Regions from separate parts of the Mus musculus genome. Here region 2 is linked to region 1. Evidence: chromatin contacts called from public HiChIP or PLAC-seq data. All regions are on one chromosome and are shown on one strand. Each heading gives the region's core, a stretch centred on a gene start, on an enhancer-like site or on the middle of the called end of the contact. The rest is flanking DNA. Distances are from core to core; before and after follow the strand shown. Region 1 holds the start of Tmem268 (transmembrane protein 268). Region 2 overlaps Gm42294 (a long non-coding RNA gene).

What was found. HiChIP or PLAC-seq counts read pairs in DNA pulled down with a chosen protein or histone mark.
Region 2: an H3K4me3 HiChIP or PLAC-seq map of bone marrow-derived macrophages shows a contact between it and region 1, with 2.3 times the contacts expected there. The contact joins the enhancer-like site here to the promoter of Tmem268 in region 1. A contact is called at or near these places in 3 of 39 promoter capture datasets (3T3-L1-derived adipocytes, hippocampal neurons and maxillary cranial neural crest) and 1 of 115 datasets of contacts at active chromatin or transcription factors (bone marrow-derived macrophages).

The regions. Positions count from the first base shown.
Region 1 is chr4:63,554,720-63,562,193 of GRCm38.p6, forward strand. It overlaps Tmem268 (transmembrane protein 268), which reads left to right and starts at 4,044. Exons shown (of 10, transcript NM_001356354.1): 1 at 4,044-4,238; 2 at 6,193-6,276.
Region 2 is chr4:63,716,344-63,723,817 of GRCm38.p6, forward strand. The region is part of intron 1 of Gm42294 (a long non-coding RNA gene); the gene reads left to right. Among named protein-coding and RNA genes, the nearest start is that of Gm42294, 24 kb to the left of the region's middle. Within about 2 kb of position 3,123, at least 25 of the 459 cell types and tissues checked have an H3K27ac peak or open chromatin away from gene starts, as enhancers often do. A contact at or near this core is called in bone marrow-derived macrophages, where this site is marked.

The DNA of each region.
Region 1 (7,474 bases), core at 2,794-5,293:
GACTGGGCACCGTCTTTATGAAAAGATTTGGCTAGTGTTTTCTGGGGAAGATGCTGGCCAGAATATTGTGTCAATATTTGCTTCTCTGTCTCTTAATGTCAAGTGATTTTGGCTAGCTTCTGCATCGAGTGTGAACTTTAAGGATGTGTTTACTTTGTTGGGAGGAATAACTGACAGAGGTCACCCACCTCCAACCTTTTCTACTTGGAAATAACAAAAAAGTGGCAGCATTCTAGCCCAGTTGGCAACAGCTGCAGATAACACCAGAAAAGAAGCTGGGTTGCTAGTCCAGTGCCCACGAAGGGGCTGTCTTAGGATTTTAAGGATTTTGCTGTGAAGGGAGACCATAACTGTCTTAGGGTTTTACTGCTGTGGACACCATGACTAAGGCAACTGTTAGACAGCATTTAACTGGGGCTGGCTTACAGATTCAGAGGTTCAGTCCATTATCAAGGTGGGAGCACGGCATAGCTTCCAGGCAGGTATGGTACTGGAAGAGCTGAGAGTTCTACATCTTGTTTCGAAGTCAAACAGAAGCCTAGCTTCCAGGCAACTAGGAAGTGTGTCTCACAGCCCATGCCCAGTGTTACACCTACTCCAAGGCCACACCTCCAAATAGTGCCACTCCCTGGGCCAAACATACTCAAACCAGAACATTTAATTAGGTTTGGCTTACAGTTTCAGAGGTTCAGTCCATTATTGTCATGGAGGGAAACAGCAGCCTGTAGGCAGACATGCTTACATTGAAGGAACTGAAAGTTCTCTATCTTTTTTGTTTGGTTTGGTTTGGTTTGGTTTGGTTTTTCGAGACATGATTTCTCTGTATAGCCCTGGCTGTCCTGGAACTCACTTTGTAGACCAGGCTGGCCTTGAACTCAGAAATCTGCTTGCCTCTGCCTCTGTTGGGATTAAAAGCGTGTGCCACCACCGCCCGGCGAAAGTTCTATATCCTGATCCTCAGGCAGCAGGGAGAGACTGTCACTGTGTAGTCTGAGCATAGGAGACCTTCCTCAAGGCCACACCTACTTTAACAAGGCCACATCTCCTAACAGTGCCACTGCCTCTGGGCCAAGCATTCAAACGTGAATCTACGGAGGCTGTACCTACTCAAACCACCACAGGCTGCTTGCTGCCTTCCTAATTTTAAGGATGAAAAGAGACCCACACACTAGCTGAATCCTCTGCACAGCCATACAGTTACTGTCTTGTGGCCTCACTCCATTTGTCTGTTACCTGTCCCTGACACTTAGCTTTCTGCACCTTGAGTACCCTGGGGGGATTGTTGCCTTTCCTGACAGGTACCAAGGAGTTTGACTCAGTTTTCTGACAGATATGTTGTTTGCCTCCCAGAACACTTGGCAAGGACAACAGCTCTGTGTCTAGTTCTGTGCTCTCACCTGCTGTCATATCACATCTCATAGTGGAGTTTACCAGGTCACACCACTTCCAAGAGTTGAACAGATAGGGAGCCACTAGCGGTGGTACCTTTTATAATAAATACGTTTTTGAATAGTTTGTGTATTAATGCATTAATACTAATTTAAGGTGTTGATATACATGCTGTATACTCCATGTCTGCAGTAGTATTAGATTGCATAAATTAGGAGACAGCCTTAGAGGGATGAAGTTCACTTATTCAAGGACAGATAATTAGTGGCAGAGTTGCATTTGAATGTGTGACTCTCAGCTCTTGTGAGCCAGAGCTGCTGTGTGATCTGATCAGTTTGTTCAGCCCATGGCAAGAAAGCTAGAAAGTCAGTGAATGTAACTGGCAGCCCAGTTAGCTCTTCAGGTGCTCTCTGAAGCTCCCTCCGATCCCATCTGCTGCTGCTGCTGCTGCTGCTGCTGCTGCTGCTGCATTTCTGGAAATTCTGTCCATTCTGGGGAGAATTCTTTTACTTCATCCATGTATTAAGATGTGTTTAACAAAAGCCTGTCCGTTGGGCACTGGGTAGCTATGTAATGGCCTTAGGACTCGAAGTTTGTGCTGTCAGGGAAAGAATGAGCCAGTGGTCATAATAGGGATAACTGTAGGTTGAATGGGAACCAGTGAGGAGGACAGCCCTTGGCCTAGGGCAGGACAGGGCTCTCAGAAGTAGGGCCCTGTCACCCAAGACCCAAGAATAGGCCGGTCAGGTGATGAGAATGGGTTTGGCACTGATCTTCCAGATGGACAGGGAAGACCTGAGGCAAACACTGGGACCTGGAAGTGAAAGAATGGAGGGCAGGAGGAAGTGAGAGGTGCTCTATTTATGGAGCTTGGGGTTTGGAGAGAGGGCAGTGACTCATCCGGTGTAGGCTGCAGGTAGTGCACATCGAAATCCTCACAAATGCCCGAGACTCCCATCAAGCAGTCACTACTAAAGTCAGCTCTGCAGTCTGTTTCCCTGGTTGTAATGTCCTTGAATTCCGGCCCCCACCCCCGCCCCTATCCCAGGATTTCAGGTATGCAAACACTTGTGTTGCTGCAAGGGTGCACTTGCTAGTCAGAACACTAAGTACTCAACGTTTCGCCCTTGCAGCCTCTCACATCAGCAGGAGTCCCTGACTTTCCTGAATGAGTGGGCAGAGCTGTCCAAGCACACAGGCAGCTACATAGTGCACCAGTACAGCTCTGTCCGCCGCTTCCCAAGTTCCGTTTGTGTACCTGTAGGAGGCTGGTGTGTCGACCTAAAACTGCTGGCCCGTGGAGAGTGAAGACAGGCTGGTGGGAAGGCAGTAGGGCATCTCTGACATTGAGGAGGGTTGCTTCACAGGCAGGGTTGGGGGTGGGGCGGGGCTAGGCCACAGCTTGTTGCTGTTTCCTTTTCAATAGCCGGGTCAGCATTTAGAAGTCTCAGCACCCTTGGGTCTTTTGTTCCCAGGCCTCTACATTACTGTTTAGCAAGTTGATCAAACTACATGGGAGGCTCCCACGAACTGTTTTCTACTGCCCAGGGCAAGGCTGGCACAGAGCAGGTACTCAGTGCTGATTTGCTCACAGATAAGTTCATTTTCAGTAGCCTGCCACCTTGATCCTCACTTGTCCCCGTGGGCACCTCCATGGGATATGCTAATTTGGGTTTTCAATTCATTCTCGCTGCCTGGAAACATCCTGCAGGCACATGTAAGTCCTGTGGTCTGGAAGTCCTCAAGAGTTGTTAAAAGGAAGAAATGTGTTTGTGTCTCTCTGTGTGTACAAGACCACTTGTAGAGACAAGGGCAGTGGCATGTACTGCCCTAGTCCTTCCTGTAAGCAAGGGTGGGAACCACCTGTGCATTCATCGATCCCCTGAAAAAGAAACCAGGCTGTTGGTGCAGCAACCAAGTGCCCACCGTCTTTGTTGAAAGACAATGTTTGGTGGCTAATAGGATATAAACACGTACTCCAAAGAAAAGTACATGTAGTTAGCCAGGTCTGCTGTTGTCAGAACAACCCACCAAGGTGAACCCAAGACTAGTGATTTACCTGGAAAAAGAAGCAGGCCATCACAGATCCTTTTAAATCTCAAGGAGCGGGGTGTGCAAGTGTGTGTTTGAACACCTCACACATTATTTCGTAAAGATCTCACACAATTTCACAGCACTGTCTCAACTAAAGATTTTTAAAGAAAACGCAGATACAAAGTGGAGACTACACCGACGCTTTCAATACTGAACACCGTTTTTCATTAAAAACAAGCCTGGAAGAAACTTCTGGTCCCGAGTGTGCCTCATGCATCGGATCCCATGACTTTGTCACTCGGGACAGGCCTCCCCGCCCCGCTCCTTCACTGCAGGGACGAGCTCAGATCTCATGCACGTGGCGGGCGCAGGGCCCCTACCGGCGCCCTGGGGGAGCGTGGCTGATGAAACGCTCCGGGCTCGGCCCGAGAGACGCTCCTGCCGTAGGGCGACTCGGCGGAGACCGGCTGGGGCGACGCGCCCCAAAAAGGGCGCGCGGGGACGGCGGGGGCGGCGGCGCCGGGACGCCGCGGCGTACAAGGGGCATGGAACCTCTGACCCTGAGCGGCCCGGGCGGCAGCGCGGCGGTGAGTGTGCGCGAGCCGTGCGCGTGCCCGCGCGTCCGCGCTCCCGCGCTCGGGGGTTGGGGCCGCGGGGCCTGCGTGCGCGTCCCTCCGCTCAGGCTCGGGTGACCTCTTCCCGCCCCACGCGTCAGGCGTGGGATCTGCAGGGCAGGGCGGGTGATTTCTGGGGTAAAGGAACCCCAAGGCCAGAGGGCAGAGATCGGGGAGCCTGCTGCCCAAGCCCGAGGCCAGGTACGGTGGGAGACGCCGGGCCGGGCCGCGCCGAGCCGGCTTTCTGTTTTGGCTCCCTCCGGGTTTGCTCCCTGACCTTGGATAGTCGGCTTTCTCTTCCGGGGCTTAATGTTCTCATCATTGAAATGGGGCGTTTGAACTCCTTGTCCAGCCAGGTTTTTCTGCCCTAAACTTTTGGGGGACTGCTGCTTCTCTGATGTGTTGGACTTGCATTGTAATTAATGAAGCTGAGTTAGAAGAAGGAAATCCATTTTTTTTTTTTCTTTCTTTCCTTTCAGGATATGTTAGGCGCTCAGATGTTGGTGAGGCTGGCAGGCACTGTGCAGAGATGAGACCTCTTGGGGGCTTGAGTCTGCACAGCCCGCAACTGGAAAATCTGGTTGCAATGTGGGTTCCCAGAGGAACTCGGTCGGCAGTCACTTGCTCCCTCTGTGCTTTGCTTACCATGGTGTGGGGCTCCCTTACTTGTGTGCTGAAGATTGGAGCAGAGCTGAGGAGGTGGTAAATGGTTAGCATTTGCCATTGGGGTCCTGCCTGACCCCTCATGGCCCTGTAGCCTCGGTACTTGGATGAGAATGTACACGGGGAGCCCTGGACCCATCCTGACCTCTGAGTCGAGTCCATTCAGTTCTGTGTGGCTCCTTTCAGTCTCCTCCTTGGCGAAGCAGCCCATTTAGGCAGCCCAGGGAGTCTGTCGTCCTCCACCTTTGCTGCCTAGTTTCCTCCTCCTCATCTCTCTGGCAGTTCTGAGTGTGTTTTCCCCAGTGGATGGTGATCCCTGCAGGGGAGGGCTGAGCAAACGCTCCATGTTCCACTCCTGGTTTTACAGTCCAGGGGCTGGCCCTAGAAGGTTCTCAGGGAATGTTTGTGGCATAGGTTGATGACAGCTACCTTCTCTCAGTAATCAACCTTTTCCCAAGTGTGGATCTCATGGACGTGGAACCCATAGGGCAATCCTAAGTGTCTGTCCTTGTCTCCTTTCCAGGAAATGGAGGCAGAGAGAAGTCTTGTTACCTTGCTCAAGGCTACCCAGGTGGGAAGTGGTTGGGCTGGGCAGGTTACTTTTAGCCAACACACACAAACTTGGGTGTGTGACTGGAGTCTGCTGATTGGGTCTCTGTGGGCAGCTGAGGGGGCTGATGTGGGTGCTGTGATTTCTGCCCCCGACACAATGCTTCATTGTGGCATTTTGCAACCAGTGGATCCTTCTGTGCAGCCCCGGGCTTGAGCAACTCCAGTCTGTGTCAGCTCCTCCCAGCCTTTTCAACACTCCAGTGTTGGGAGGCTTCACCGAGAGGGCCTGAGTCCTCGGCCAGGAGTACAGATGTCAGGGTTGGGTCTGCCTTGTGGCCTACCTAGCAGTTGCTCAGAGGCAGCAGAGGGGCGCAACCTTGTGGCCATTGTGCCTCTTGGGTCTATAGAAAGAGCAGGCGCACTAAGATAGGCTGGTAAGTACTCCTTTGTTTGAGACCGCTGTTGTGAGTTGGACTGAGCATGAGCCGCAAGGAGACTCAGGCTGACTGGACTTGGTTTCTATATCACTGCCTAGGAATTGTGGTTTCTTCTGACCCACTCGAAGATGATTCCATGAATTAGCTGGAAAGGAAGCCAGCCCAAGCGTGGGTGCTGAGGGCTGAGACCCTGGAGTCACTAAAATCCTTCTCCCGACTCTTTGGCTGATAGCCACTCAGCTTTGGAGAGAGTATGTCTTGACCACGGAACAGGAAACCCATGTTGAGGAGAGAACGGAATCTGGGCTGTGGGCAGAGTAAGGGGAACACTGCCATTGTAGACGCTCCTGCCTCTTCATCTGGCTTTTTATAGGGGCACCTTGGGGTAGAACTTGGGGAACCAGGCTTGGGCAGCAAGTGCTTTTTACCCTCGGATCCATCCCCCTGACCGCAGATCCTTCTGTTCTCAACAGGAGTCCCCTCCCCCCATTTTCATTTTGCAGAGCATCCCAGCCTTGTGCAGCTGTGCCTGTTGAAATCTGGAGAGAAACAGTGAAGAAGCCAGAAGGTTCAGTTCCTCCCTGAAGGTCAGCGGGCAGTGGGGCTTGGGGGCCAGTTTGGATTCAAGTAGGTGTGTGTCATCTGTATGCTTCCTGCCTTCCCCAGTGTCAACCTCCCTTGGTAGCACATGAATGATCTAGAGGATTTTTCTCAGGACTGGTGTGCTCTTCGTGGCATTTAATAGGACATGATCTTTCTTGGGACACGTGTCACAGGTGGTAGCAGATTGGTGACTCAGGAGGTCAGCAAAGGAGCCCCCATAAGGAGCATTCCCACTTTGACTGATGATAATGGCTAAAGGTGGATGCTGGCAGCACTGGCCACGCCTCCGGGACCCTGCAGAGCTAACTGCAAAGCCAGGGCTTGCTCTCCTTCTCAGTAGAGCGTTTAACTGCCAAGGTTTCCCTGCTGGAAACCTCTGACCACCTGGAAGCCCCAGCGAGCAAACCCTTGCTTCAGTGAAAGCGGCTGTCTGTAACTGCTTTCTCCTGTGACCAGGAGAAACTATCTTTCTTTTTAGGAGGCGGGGTTTACCTGGTAGCTTACACCTGTCTGCAGCTCACTGTGTATCATAGGCTGGCATTAAATGTTTGATCCAGTTGCCCTGCCTCGTGCACTCCTCAGAGCTGGGACTCTCAGCATATGTCATGAGGCTGGACTGAGAGTGTTTTGTTTTGTCTTTGAGACAGGGTCTCACTGTGTAGCCCTGGCTTGCCTGGAGCTCACTATGTTGACCAGGCTGGTGATAGATCTGCCTCTGCCTCTAGAGTGCTGGCCTTGAAGGATTTAAAGAGCTAATACACATGGAGTGTGATATCTGTTCCCCATGGCCTTCCCGTGATTTTGATTCCTATGTCCATTGATTCTTGGTAGTGGGCCTCTGTGGGGAGAGGTCTGATAGATTTGAAGAAGCCTATTCGAAGTTCTGAGGATGAGTGATGTATCCAAGTTTACACAAGTAGGAGGCTGTGGGGCCACAGTGTGAATGAACCCTGAACATGGACTTTACCCCTTTAGAGAACTGGAATGTAGTCAGACTGTCTGCTAGTTCTCCTCTTCATGCTTGTCAGGACTTTTTGTGTGCAATCTGTGTTTCCTGTTCCCTGGTTTCGGTTTGTACATCTTGCAGAGCCTTGTACATGTAAACAGAGCTGTATATATGTGAACAGGCCTTCCCATAACGAACATAATACCTGTCCCAGGCTTGTTTGCCTGGGCATCTCA
Region 2 (7,474 bases), core at 1,873-4,372, 160 kb after region 1:
AGTCTCTTAGCACAGAGTTTGCTCTGCTGTATTTCATTTTCTTCTCTTGTGGTTTTGAGTGAGGACTCAACGTTCACCGTGAGTGGCTTTTTCTTCCCTTCTTGATGAAACTGACACCCACACTTGTAGTGAAACCACACTTAACCTTTTGGAATTCACTTTCAGGGACTGTGGGGGAAGCACAGGGAAATGTCCAGGAGTTTTCAGTATGATTTTTATTTATTTATTTTGGTTTCCTTCTTCATTTTTTAAAATAAAATTATTATTATTAGTAGTAGTATTACGTGTGTGTGTGTGTGTGTGTGTGTGTGTGTGTGTTTGTACCATGACACATGTTTGCAAGTTAGAGGACAACTTTTTTTTGGGGGGTCTTATGTTTTTATTATGTTTGGGTCTTATATTTCTATTATATATTATAATTTATTATATTTTATATACTTTTCCATCACAGTCACATTTTATATGCTTTTCTACTACAATAAAAAACTAACTTATGATAGAGTTGACATGCTATCATATAAATAAATTTATATCTTCTTTTATGACTGTGCCTTTGTCCTCATTCAACTTTTTTGACTTAGTTTTTTTGGGGTTACCTTTTTACACCTTTTCGTGAGTATTGGGGACCAAATTCAGAGATTTAGGCCTGTGAAGTCAGTGCTTAATCACAAAGCCACCTTATCAGTCCTGAGTTTCATCTCTCATTTAACAAAGCCACAGAATTCTTGGAGTATCTGTTTGATGAAATCAGCATCTATCCCTGTCCCTCCCCCACCTTTGAATAATATTTTATTTTCTATTTTATGTGCATGGGTATTTTGCCTGCATGCACATTTGTATACCACAGGTGTGACTGGTGCCGATGGAGGCCAGAAGAGGGCTTCAGATCCCCTGGAACTGGAATTATGGAGGGTTGTGAACACACTATGACACACTATGAGCCCTAATCACTCTTTTCCTTGAAGTGGGTTTCCTTTAGGTGTATTGCCACAGTAAGAGAGAACTGACTAATATAAGAACACTATGAGCCTCAGAAGTCAGTCTTACTGAGTTATTAAGTGTGGGGATAAATGTGACCTGTCTGAGACCTTAGTCTGTCTTGGGACACTTGATTGGAATTATAGATGTCTCCAAAATACATTGCATCCCTGAATAGCTGGACTAGGTGTGATTGCCCTGAGAGAATGGCAAGTCCCAAAGGCCTTGGACTCCACTCCCCTCTGCCTGTCTGCATCAGAGCCATAGGTACTTCTAGGGATTTAGTCTTAGCGTGAGGTCTCCACAGTGGGGTTTCTCTGACCTTTTAGTTCAGGGACCATACTCCCCTTGGGGAAACATCTAAGGGTTAGGTACATAGTATGCCTATTCAGACATGCTTAGCCCCTGTATTCTATGACTCCTTTAGCTTCTTCCTCTTTGAACCTCTCTTTACGTTCTATTAAACAGACACTGTCATCTAGGGCCCATCTCCTAACCACCGCCACCCCTAAAACTCTTGGGAAGAGGAACATAGCTTACTATTTCCCTTGTGATTTTAGACTACATTTTCTTATGCAAAGGTAAAGACTAAGAGAGATCCTTGGAGCATGGCAAGTAAAGCTTAGATGGGCATGCTTTTGAATAACTGTGTGAGAAGGGATTTTGGACCTTCTTGCAGCAGCTGTAAGAGAAACACTTACTGTCTAAGTGCATGGAATGGAGCATGCGGGCCAAGCCCAGGGTGCAGCTTACTTGCTTTGGCCCAGAGACAGCTGGCAGCCGGCCAGTGTTTTGGCCTCCTTGGTCTTTGACCCCCAAAGGTCTGGAATTAGAGTGAGTCACACTTGTTATTAGCCGATGATCGTATTGTGAGGTCACAAACCCAATGTTACCTAAACTTTGAAGTGTGCAATAAGTGTCTGGGATACAAACTCTGAGTCGCTTGTGATAAAGGCCCTGTCTTTGTTTTTAAATCCCCAAAGCCTTTCTTGTTTCCTTTATAACCTTTATCACAATCACTTGGCAATTATTTAGTAATTCCCTTATTGTACTCTCTATTTCAACTCAATAGTGCAAATATTTGGCGAGTCTGTTAGCCTTATCCGTCTCACACATGGCACTTGGCAGAGCCTGACATGCCACTGTGGCCTTATGGCTTCATACTGTTTGTAATTTAGTATGTGCAGAAGAAAAGAGAAGGAGACCACAGACCATCAGGGTCATGTTCAGAAAGTGTGACAGCTGGTTCTTACTGAGCAGGGACCAAGGATCTCGACAGAACCATCATCAGTTGCTGTCATGTGTACTGTTTCCTTTTGCCTCTCAAGGGTATCACCCTAATCTTACTGCTTTGTAGATGGAGGAGGTAAAGTGCAGACAGACTGGTTCAGCTATCTGAGTCTCAGAGCTGGAACACGGCAGAGGAGAGATCATACATCTATCTACTTCCATAGCCTTGCTCCATAGCCTCAGGTATCGGTGCATGGAAAATTCAACTAGAACGAATTAGCTGGGAGTTAAAAAAAATATTTTCTCTGTGTTCCACCTAAGAGATTGTGGTGGTTTGAATGAGAATGGCCCACACAGGCTCATATATTTGAATGCTTGGTACTCAGTTGATGAACTGTATGGGAAGGATTAGGAGGTGCGTCTTTGTTGGAGATATGTTGTTCAGGGTAGGATTTGAGAATTCAAAAGCCCTCACAAGGCCCAGTCTCTCTGTCTCTCTGTCTCTCTCTGTCTCTCTCTGTCTCTCTCTCTGTCTCTCTCTGTCTCTCTCTGTCTCTCTCTGTCTCTCTCTGTCTCTCTCTGTCTCTCTGTCTCTGTCTGTCTCTGTCTCTCTCTTTCTCTTTCTGCTGACTTCAGATCAGGATCTAACCCTCTCAGCTACTGCTCCATTACCACACTTATCTCCTTTATGTCAAGATGATAATGGACTAATCCTCTGCAATGATTTTTAATTTCTTTAAAAAAATAGGAGTCATCTTAGGTATGGTCTCTCTTCACAGCACTAGAATAGTAACAGCATTAGGCTTATTAATGCTGTGATGAAACACTGTGACCAAAAGCAACTTGGGGAGGAGATGATTTATTTGGCTTCTACTTCCCCATCATTGTTTATTATTGAAGGAAGTCAGGACAGGAACTCAAGCAGGGTAGCAACATGGAGCTGATGCAGAGGCCAGGGAGGGTGCTGCTTATTGGCTCTGTTCCTCATGGCTTGCTAAGGCTGCTTTCTTATAGATCCCAGGACCATCAGCCCATGGATGATCTTACCAATCATAGGCTGGACCCATCCTATCAATCACTAATTAAGAAAATGCCATACGGTTGGACCTTTGGAGACATTTTCTCAATTGAGGTTCCCTCCTTCCAGATGACTTTAGCCTGTGTCAAGTTGATGTAAAACTAGCCAGCACAGTAACTAAGACAGAGATTCTGATTGCATTGGTCTGGGATAGTCTATTCCTATACTCTACTTTTACTAGTATGCAGCCAAAGTTGAGAACTCAGTGAGGTAAACATAGCCAGTAAGGGCGTCTTTCCTTTAGCATGGCTACAGATATGAGTTGCTGGAGACAGTTTTGGAGTGGTGTTTCACTGTCCCTAGGAGGAATAGTAACCTGGAGAGGAGAGGGCTCTGGGTATAATGTCCTCTACAAAAGCAAGGCCAGACTTCTTATAATACAAGAATAATGACAGTTGTGCTAAAGTTAAGCTAGAACCCTAGAATTTTAGATCTGTACTTGAATTTAGAGGTGCCCTTTGAGGTCCAAAGGAGTTAGGTGACTTTGCCAATGATACACATAAGACACAGTGATATGGCAAAGCCTAGAAGCAGAATGAGACACTGTGTGAGGAGATGGAATCACACTTACTGGAAGGCCCAAGTCCATGGAGTTCCTGGGTCTCAGTGAACCTAACCTTATTCATGTGTAGGAGAGCCACGATGACAGGGGTTCCTGCTCTCCAAGTTCTGATGTGAAGGTGAAGGAAAACTGGGCTTGCAAAATGCTTGGTGAAGGCTCGCCACAGGGCACATGGTCCAATCAACTAAGGCCAGGTAGAGACTATAGACCAGAAAGGAGACAGGACTTACTTTTAGGGTGGGTGGTGACATTTGAGAGGAACTGGAAGCCAATAGAGAAGAACCCCACATCACTGGTTAGCAGCTGGAACTGGTCTGAGGACTCGGTGTGGCCACAATTGAGGTTCCCAGTTTGGGCAAGGCTGGGATGACCAACATTGCATGATTCTGGTACTTCTATAGGTTAGTAGGAGTGAGGCCCTGGCATGCCAGAGGAAAGGACATTCCTGGGTGGGATCTCTGCTGTGCTTGCAGTGGTCATATGATGCTTTGAATGGGAGACCCAGTCATCTTTTGAGGGCTTCATGCTTATTTCCGAGGTTGCCAGTGGCAGTATGAGCAAGTATGGTTATTGACATGAACCCAAGGAAATGATGCTCTGAGGAGTAAATGAGATGATGCATGCCATGTGCTTAGCTCCTAGTTAGCTATTATTATAGATTACTGACTATGGGTTCTGAGAGGAGGGTACTTTCTTCCTCTCTGGATTAGGATCCTGGCTTTGCAGAGTTATTTTGGACCTGTGGACTTAATTTCTCAGGCTTCATTTCCCTCATCCATTCAGTAAGAAAAGGCCACTTTCATAGCATTGTTGAATAAGGTGAATTATGGGAAGATTTCATCTCAGGACCTGGGAAACACCAGCTGTAAATACAATAGTAACTCACTAGTGGTATGGAGAGTGGACTGCCAAGCCCTACTGAAAGCCTAAAGGGACCAGTGGGAAGAGGGAGTTGAAGAGGTCGGTTAACATGGAACAGCATGAGTACACATTGGAATACCTATCTCAGGTGCAGTTAGCTTTCTGTTTCCTCCACTAAAGAAGAGAAAAGTCCCTGTGCCTAGGGACACAGAGTTCTGCTTTCTCTTGGACAAGTCCTCTTCCCTCCCTACAAATCTGATAAAAGGAAGCACATTTGAAACTCAAGTGCCACGGGCACAGACTTATTCAGCCCTGTCATTTCTTTAATTAGATTTTTATTGTTTTTTAATGCAATATAATATGATATATTTTGATTATAATAATATAATTTGATCATATTATTTCCCTCCCCCAAATCTTCATGGTCATCCCTACTTTCCTACCCACCCAACTTTATTTTTCTCTCTCTTTCTCAAGGCTTCCCTGGAAAAGCCAACAAACAAACAAACAAACAAACAAACCAGCAGGAAAACAAAGCAAAACAAAACCAAAAAAAGCTAAACACACTAAACTGTAACAAAAACAACAAAAAGTACACACACACAAAAAAACCCAACATGGAGCCCTGAGCATAGGGCCTGTCCTGGAGTGTGACTTACATATCCAGTGTCACTCCATGGGAGAAAACTGATTTTGTCTCCCTCAGTGAGGATAAATTGCAAGTAGCTTCTTGGTTAGGAGTGAGGTTTGTGTGTACTCCCCTGGGATTGTGTCTGGCTTGAACCTGTGCAGGTCTTATGCATGCTGCTGTGGTCTCTGAGTTCATATGTGCATCAGCCCTGGTGTGTTTGCAAATGCTGTTTCCTTGGAGTCATCCACCACCTCTCACTCTTACAGTCTTTCAGCCTCTCCTTCATGATTGATCCCAGAGCCTTTAGGGAAGGGGTTTGATGTAGACATTCCATTAAGGGATAAATTTGAACCCTGTTCTTAATCAGAGAAGAAAATGGAAACTTAGAGATGTATTGGCCAAATTGGCAGCCTGGGGCCTATCTAGAACAGAGGTCTTCTGCCCCTTATACAGCAGTTTGTATGACTCCATATTGGATCATTAGTACTATTATTGTGATGGGATATGTATGTGTAGGTGGATAGATGCCAGATAAACATAGACTGATCATGCTAAGCTCATAGTCATAATGGTAATATTAGACCTTTGGAATGGGGACTCTCATCTGTCACTGGTCGTCCCCATAGATGACAAGCTGACACTGGAGAGAAGGTAAATGACTTCACCTCTTTGTTCTTGAGGTTCTGGGGATGGAAAGTCTTTTTGGGAATCTGCTGGAAAACTCATTTTTGGGGACCTGCATTACACTTTCATCACTGTTTGCCTCTGGAAAATTGAAATGAGTTTTCACCGGTATTAGCTTGCAATGTTTCATTTCATGCTACAAGTGTAAGAAACAAACTGTTCTCCGTCACTCCCAGGGATGGGCACAAAGAGATGAGAAGGGAACTGACCTCTTGAAGGACCAAGAGCCTTTCCCAGGCTTGTAGGAAGGAGATTTTGAGGCAGACGCTTCAGAGCAGAGCCTCACTCCACCACCTTTTGTGTCTGATTTTACCTGTAGAGGTAGAGATACATTTTCTGATATGTGATTTTTTTTTAAACTCTTAAAAATGTCAATTTAATACTGGCATGGTAGTACATTTCTTCAGCCTCTGTGCTTGGGAGGAAGATGCAGGTGGATCTCTGAGTTAGAGGACAGCCTGGTCTACATAGGGAGTTCCAGGACAGCCAAGGTTACATAGAGAAATGCTGTCTTCATCCCTCCAAGAAACAGTTGGCAATTCAAGATAGTTCACATCTGAGCCCCAGAAGTGAACTGGTACCAGAAGTCTATTGCTCTGGGAAGTGGGCAGAAATGGATGTCTTGAACCCTTTTGATTTTATTATTTTTGACAGAATCTTATTTTGTAGCCCAGGCTGGCCTTGATGTCATGTTCCTCCTGTCTTAGGCTCCTGAGTTCTGCAATGACATGCATATACCCCTAAGGCAAGCTCTATTTGAGTTATTCCATTGTGGTTTGTATACATGTCTATGCCTAGATTTGTGTAAGTGTACGTCTGTGTAGGCCAGAAGAGAACACCTGGGTGTCTGTTGCTATCATTCTCTACCATATGTGTATTTATATGTATATGTATGTATATGTATGAGCATGTATATGTATGTGCATGCATACATGGTGGGGGGATCATGGTTGATGCCAAGAATCTTCTCCAGTTGTTTTTGATCTTATTCGGTGGGGGCAGGATCTCTCAGTTGAACCCAGAGCTCACTGACACAGCTTGTCTCAGCAGCCAGCTTGCTTTAAGGATCCCTGTTTCACCTTTCAAAGCTGGAGATATTGATGACAGGTACTCCCACCATGTGGGACTGTGAAAGGAAGCCTGTTTTCTAGTTGAGCTAGGTTTAAACCCTGGAGACCCAGCAGATACCTCTGCAAGAAATGGAAGGAAGTTTGCCACGCCCAGATGCCAGGCTCGTGTCAGGACACAAGGCCCCAGCTCCATAATTCTGTGGCCATCAGTCATGTAGGGCAATGCCCCAAGCTCCTGGTATTCTCTCTGGACTCCACCCCCACAGTTACCTGGCAACAGCCAGGTAGGCCCTGCCCACTATGAAAGGGTTGTTTGCCCCTCACTCTCTTACTCTTGCCTCTCTTTCTTGCCATCTTGCTCCCCCTCTCTCCGCATTCCC